2 separate regions of the Sus scrofa genome follow, and region 1 is linked to region 2. A link is a contact called in public Hi-C data. All regions are on one chromosome and are shown on one strand. The core of a region is the stretch at or near the end of the contact, and the rest is flanking DNA. Distances in the headings are between cores, read along the strand shown.

Region 1 (3,440 bases), core at 296-2,795, 400 kb before region 2:
TTAAAAATTAGAAAACCATGGCGTTCCCATTGTGGCTTAGTGATTAACGAATCTGACTAGGAGCATGAGGTTGCAGGTTAATCCCTCGCTCAGTGGGTTAAGGATCTGGCGTTGCCGTGAGCTGTGGTAAAGGTCACAGACATGGCTCGGATCCAGCATTGCTCTGGCTGTGGCATAGGCTGGCAGCTGCAGCTCTGATTCCACCCCTAGCCTGGGAACCTCCATGTGCCGCAGGTGCAGCCCTAGAAAAGACAAAAACACAAACAAACAAACAATTACAACAACAACAAATTAGAAAACCAAATTACTGTATGTCATTGGACTTGGAAGGCATCTCATAAATGGTCAAAGCAAAAGGCCGGGTATTGATATTTTATTTAACATTTGACACCTATATTAATCATTGTAGAAGGGTTAGCTTTGTTACTAAATGACTTTACTCTGGCTACGACGATTAGGTTTGATTTGAAGCCCTCAGGTCAGCATGTGTGTGTCAGGGCCTCTGCTCTCCATCCATTTGCTCCTGTGGCTGGATTGTACTTACTTTTTTTTTGCTTTTTAGGGCTGCACTTGGGGCATATGGAGGTTCCCAGGCTAGGGGTCAAATCGGAGCTATAGCTGCCGGCCTACGCCACAGCCATGCCGGATCTGTAACCCACTTAGCGAGGCCAGGGGTTGAACCTGCACCCTCATGGTTTCTAGTTGGATTCATTTTCACTGCATCATAATGGGAACTCCATTTTTTTTTTTTTTTTTTTTTTAATTTTACAGCCACATCTGTGATATAAAGACCTTCCTGGGCTAGGGCCTGAAACTGAGCCACAGCTGTAGCTATGTCAGATCTTTTAACCCACTGTGCCGGGTCGGGGTTCAAACCTGCACCTCAGCAGCAACCCAGGCCGCTGCAGTCAGATCCTTAACCCACCATGCCATAGTGGGAACTCCCTGGTTGTAGTTGCTAATTCAAGTGTCCCCACCAAGTGTACCGCTGATTGGATGTCGCTGTTTCTTGCCTTTGGAGCTATTGTGAACCATTTCTCAAAGGAGACCACATACATGTTGACATGATGTCTTGGTGGCAGCCCCCTTTAAACAGGTAGCTTCCTTTCTGAAGGCGTGGCTAGATCCTGAGACTCAACGTGGGGGCCACAGGGTCTGTGGAGTGAGACTGCTAGGCGGCCAGCCCGGCCTCCCACTGTTGGTGGGACGGGCCATTAGCAAGGATCCACCTTTCCTGTGTGTGTGCGTTGGGGGGGGCACCCGTGTGTTTGTGCACAACAAACTGATTTCACAGAAGAGCCACACTCTTTCCCTGTTAGTCCCTAAGCCTAATTGGTCCAGAAACTCACCCTCTTGTTTCCATTTCTCTGGGCTCTGTCGGTGTTTTTAGTTCTGCCAGGGAAATGCCAGAAGGAAGATGTGCAGTGAGATAATAGGGGTTTGTGTCCAGAGGGGCAGCTGGTGGCTTTGGACAGGCTGGGACGGCACCTCCGCCCCCAGCGGGTCCTTTTCCATCCCCCTGGAGGGAGGAGGAGGTGGAGGAAGAGCAGGAAGGGGGCGGGATCATGCAGAACCCTTTGCAGAGCTCAGCAGCCTGGGAGAGCTTGTCCCTCTTGTCCTGTGACACCCCGTTTGGATCTTGGGCACCCCTGCTCTTTCTGAAACAATAAACCTGGGATTCTTGGAGTTCCCGCACCAGCACAGTGGGTTAAGTATCTGACTGCGGTAGTTGGGGAGGTGAGAGTTTTATCCCTGGCCTGGCGTAGTGGGTTAAGGATCCAGCATTGTTGCAGCTGTGGTGTAGGTCTCAGCTGTGGCTTGAATCCAGTCCTTGACCTGGGAACTTCCATATGATATGGGTGTGGCCAGTTAAAAATTTAAAAAAAGCTGGGATTCTTTGGGCGTTCCTTACAGCTGGTAGTTAGTGGCATGGAGGCAGCCTGAGTCCCAGAAGCAGGCAGGATGTTGGCAGGAGTCCCGCCACAGGGCATGTGGTTCCTTTGCCTTGGGGTCAAGATGTAACCGAAACGAGAAGTGACAACTGGGTTTGTTATTAAAGCAACTGAGCAAAAAAATTACCATGTTGTGCATGTGTGTAATTTTGGTGGTGTGGGAGTTGTGGGATGGATCACATGTGCTTAAAAACAAAAACCAGTATAAGTTTCATTTTTTTTTTGTCTTTTTTTGTCTTTTTTGCCATTTCTTGGGCTGTGTCTGCGGCATATGGAGGTTCCCAGGCTAGGGGTCTAATTGGAGCTGTAGCTGCCAGCCTATGCCAGAGCCACAGCAACGCAGGATCCGAGCCGCGTCTGCAACCTACACCACAGCTCACGGCAACGCCGGATCGTTAACCCACTGAGCAAGGGCAGGGATCGAACCTGCAACCTCATGGCTAGTCGGATTCGTTAACCACTGCGCCACGACAGGAACTCCTTTTTTTTTTTTTTTTTTTTTTTTTGTCTAAGTTTCATTTTGATTCAACCCCAAATTGGTTGCGAAACATTTCTCCCTCTGCCCAAACAGGTATTGTTAATAAGAATGGTTTTGATATTTGTAAATGTGTCAAAAAAAAACCCCTTCTACCTAAGGGAATGTTTTAATTTTTTTTTTGGCCACACCTGCTGCATATGGAAATTCCTTTGCAGGGGATCGAATAGGCACCTCCACAGAGACCAGCTGGATTTTTAACTCACCCCATTGCACCTCAGTAAGAACTCCAGGAATTACTCTTTTTTTTTTGCTTTTTAGGGCCAAACCCTTGGCATATGGAAGTTCCCAAGCTAGGGGGTCAAATCGGAACTTCACAGCCACAGCAATGCCAGATCCCAGCCAAATCTTCAACCCACATCACAGCTCATGGCAACACTGGATCCTTAACCCACTGAGTGAGGCCAGGGCTTGAACCCACATCCTCATGGATCCTAGTTGGGTTCGTTAATCGCTGAGCCACAAAGGGAACTCCAGAGTCTCACGTATTTTTCTGACTTACCTAGGCTTCTCCAATTAAGAAAAAAAATCTGGAGTTCCCGTGGTGACTCAGTGGTTAATGAATCTGACTAGCATCCATGAGGATGCAGGTTCGATCCCTGGACTCACTCAGTGGGTTGCCATGAGCTGTGGTGTAGGTCACGGATGTGGCTTGGATCCTGCATTGTTGTGGCTGTGGTGAAGGCCGCCAGCAGCTACAGCTCCAATTCGACCCCTAGCCTGGGAACCTCCATAGGCCGAGAGTGTGTCCCTAAAAAGCGAAAAAAAAAAAAAAAAGAAAGAAAGAAAGAAAAAAAAGAACAGAAATCTTTGCTTTCCATTTTCTCTAGCACAGCATTGGGCACAGAAGCCTCCCTCCTTCCACCTTTAATCCGAGTTCTGAATCTTGAATGTACAGCGAGAGGGAAACTTGTAGTGTTCCTCTAAAATCAGCTTAAAAATAATTTTTGAAG
Region 2 (3,489 bases), core at 8-2,507:
TATTATTCCAGTTTCTAGTTAAAACCAAACTGGCCCAAAGAAAAGAAAATACCAGCCCTGCCTCTGAGGGCAGCTACCTTGGCTTTTCCAGTATTTCCAGTCTGGCTGGTGGGAGAATGTCCTGGGAAGCTCACTACTTGCTGGGCTTGAGCCGGGAGTTGTATTCTCCAGGTTTGAGGATGAGGAGGAGGCCAAGACTCCAGTTGAGCCCTGGATGCAACGGGCTTTGATTGTTCATGCCGTTCACTCTAGCAAAGGCTGGACCTCTCCCACGAGACCAGGTGCAGGATGTCTACAGCAGGGCCCTGAGCCTTTATGGTCTTTCGAGGACTAACAGGTTGCGGAGGTGATGAGGAAACCGACTTCTTGTTTCTAAGATGTTGATCTAAAACCAGTGCCTCTAAGGGGGTGACTCCTGCTTTCCTCATGAGAAGATCTCCAGGCCTCTGAGGTGGTTACATGGAGAAAATTCGTGCCTGGACAGCCCTGCCCACCACAGTGACTCTGCCCCCACCAGATCTATCACCCTCCATGGACCTCAGCTGTCTCGGCACAGCTCCCTTTCTCTGGGTCTGCATAATTTCACCCCATGCCAATTCCTGCTTCCAACTGGTAAACCCCACACCCACTCCCCTTCCCCTAGTGCAGCCCCAGGTGAGGCCTCAGGCCGCGCTCCCCGTGCACTTCCGGTCCGAGCGGGGCTTCCTCCCAAGATGGCCGACACCGGAAGTGCCGTCCTCCGCGGGCGGGGCTCCTCCTGCTCCGCCGGAAGTCAGGACGTAAGGCTGGGAGCACGGCAGCCATGCCCTCTGCCAGGTGGAGACCCGGATGACAATATGCTGCTGTCTTAAAGGGGTGGTTTTAAAATGTCTCTTTGGTATTTACTTAGAGGAAAGGCTGAGTTCTCTAAATAAATAAAGGAAGGGCCCAGTGGGAGAAAATAGCCCCAGGAGGTAGCCTCACCCTGTCCCCCACCTGCAGAGAATTCATTTCTGGCCCCAAATTGGCAGCCCATCCCTCCCTCTACTCCCCCCCAGCAAACAAAAGCCCCACAGTGAATGGCACCCGCCTGTCTCGGAAGACACTGTCCTACACAGGCCCTTGAGAACCCCGCATTCCAGGCCCTATTTAAGTACTCGTCCCCTCTCCCCCGCTGTTTCCCCTGAAGGCGGATCTAGAAAAGACTCTCTCTCTGTCTTGCTACTGTTTTCAGTGATGCTGCAGCTGTTCAGCTGGCCCACCCTGGCTAAAAGGAAATGTGGTTTCTTTCCAACGGTACTGGGAAGCCTGAGTGCTCCCTGTTCCTGGAGGGGGTGGCTCTGAGCCTGCCTGCCCCTTGCCCACCACTCCTGGCAACCGGGGCACCCCAGCATGTGTCAGATAGGCCATGACACAGAAGGTGCACAGAGGTTAGACAGGATTGCCCTTTGGGTCTTTAGAAGGGTAATTCTGCCTTCTGCCTTGATGCCCTCTTTGTATGCCCAGGCCTCAGTACTGCTTGCTTACAGGGCTAGTTGCCATCTCTCCCCAGTGGCTGGCAGAACTTCACCCTCTGCTTCTCCATTTCCATGAAGGTAACTTGAGCTGCCTGGAAACTGGCTCTCTGACATCCAACATAATACCCTTCCTTTGTCCTTTGAGGCAAGTCCAGAGTAACCACCCAAACACCATTTACCCAAAACAAGGGGTCAAAACTGTTACCTAGATCATGAAACACCGGGTTGCATGCTCCCCCTCCACCCACCCACCCACCCACAGCTGGCAGAGAGAAAGACCAAAGCAGAGTAAGTGGTGTGATTTGCAGAACACACTCAACTGAGGAGAGCACTGAAAATACTGTCTAGTGCAGGGTGCTGAGCTGAAGGTCCCAAAGGGGACAGGCCTCCCTCCCTAGCGCTCATCCTGAGAGTAAAGTGTGTGTGTGTGTGTGTGTGTGTGTGTGTGTTTAATTACATATAATTTTTAGGGAAAGTATTTCTGAGGCTAATGGTATCAGAATGAATTGGCACCGTGCAGGGTAGAGTTAAACAACAGGAGTTCCTGTCGCAGCACAGCAGAAATGAATCCAATGAGGAGCCACAAGATTGAGGGTTTGATCCCTGGCCTTGCTCAGTGGGTTAAAGATCTGGCATTGCCGTGAGCTGTGATGCAGGTCCCAGATGAAGCTCGGATCCTGCGTTGCTGTGGTTGTGGTGTAGGCCAGCTTCTGTAGCTCCAACTGGACCCCTAACCTGGGAACCTCCATATGCCGCAAGTGCAGCCCTAAAAAGCTTTAAAAAAATTAAACAACAAATGTGTGTGTGTATTTGCAAAAAGTAACAGCACTGCTAGTAGCCAAGGCACTCCCTCTATTTGTGAAGCGGGGCCAGGCTTTTTGTTTAGTTAACCAACCCCAATCCCTTTCCATTTCCACATAGTAATTAAATACTCAAGCAAGTTGTCTCTGGGTTTTGTCACCTGGTGGTGGTGGCCATGATGCCTGGGAGCTTTGGGTTCCCTGCCACATGGTCCACCGGGTTGCATGCTCCCCCTCCACCCACCCCCCCCACAACTGGTATTGCCTGTCACTAAAAATATTCACCAGCCATGGAAGAGAGCAATATAGGAGTTGTAGGTTTTTTCTTTGTTAATATGGACCAGAGTCTCTCGAGCTTTATTTAGAACATGACTGCTTTATGCAGCCCCTTGCTTCAGGACCTGTCTTTGGCAGACTGATGTTTGTTGCTATTTCTTGTAGCTCTTTTTGTTCTGTGGTAGGTACTTTGTTCCATATTAATTTCTGGAATAAAATATTAATTTTTGGTCCAGAAATTAGTACTTATTTTTACTTAAGTCCAAAGCACATGGAAGGGTGTGGTGTTAGAAGTGAAACTGCTTCCCCCCAGTCTTGAGCCTTAGCTCCACTTCCCAGAGACGACCCCTGTGAACAGACAGAGCCTTGGGAGGGTTCTCTGCATGATCAAAGTATATGTGCTGCTTTTTTTACGCAAATAGGACCAGACTCAGCCACTGAGCTTCACCTTGCTTCCTTTACTTAAAATGGTGTCATGGAATTCTTTCCACGTGAGACCCTTGAGAAGCATGTAATCTTTCAAAGGGGTGTACTGTTCTAGTTTATGGATGTCATCAGTTAGCTAGACACTCGTTGAGGACATTTAGCTTTTATTTAGTGGGTTTGTTGGGTTTTTTTTTCCTCCCACAGAGTCCATGAGTATTGGACAATGGATTGTGTGCCTTTGCTTGCTTTAAAAGTATAACTCTAGGCTGAATTTCTACAGTGGGGCTAAAGGGTAGTCACAATTTACATCTTGATAATTCATCCCAAATTGCTTCCCCAAAACGATACAAACAGTCTGATAAGGCAGTATAGGGCATATAGTGTAAGTATGGGGCATAGAGCATGAGTATAGGGCAGTTTTTTGGGAATCACAATGGCAGCTCAGTTATTCACAAACGGACATTGACAGGGCATGAAGTCCTCTCTTGCAT

Evidence for each region. A called contact is a pair of places that touch in the nucleus more often than the background predicts.
Region 1: a Hi-C map of skeletal muscle shows a contact between it and region 2, with 4 times the contacts expected there. The contact joins two enhancer-like sites. A contact is called at or near these places in 1 of 5 promoter capture datasets (liver), 20 of 47 Hi-C or Micro-C datasets (alveolar macrophages, brain, embryonic fibroblasts and 11 more) and 1 of 2 datasets of contacts at active chromatin or transcription factors (skeletal muscle).

What each region holds. Positions count from the first base shown.
Region 1 is chr13:200,568,871-200,572,310 of Sscrofa11.1, reverse strand. All of the region lies in intron 5 of HLCS (biotin--protein ligase), which reads left to right. Among named protein-coding and RNA genes, the nearest start is that of HLCS, 48 kb to the left of the region's middle. Within about 2 kb of position 1,545, at least 4 of the 83 cell types and tissues checked have an H3K27ac peak or open chromatin away from gene starts, as enhancers often do. A contact at or near this core is called in skeletal muscle, where this site is marked.
Region 2 is chr13:200,167,134-200,170,622 of Sscrofa11.1, reverse strand. It overlaps a transcript of CLDN14 not described here. Among named protein-coding and RNA genes, the nearest start is that of CLDN14, 39 kb to the right of the region's middle. Within about 2 kb of position 1,257, at least 8 of the 83 cell types and tissues checked have an H3K27ac peak or open chromatin away from gene starts, as enhancers often do. A contact at or near this core is called in skeletal muscle, where this site is marked.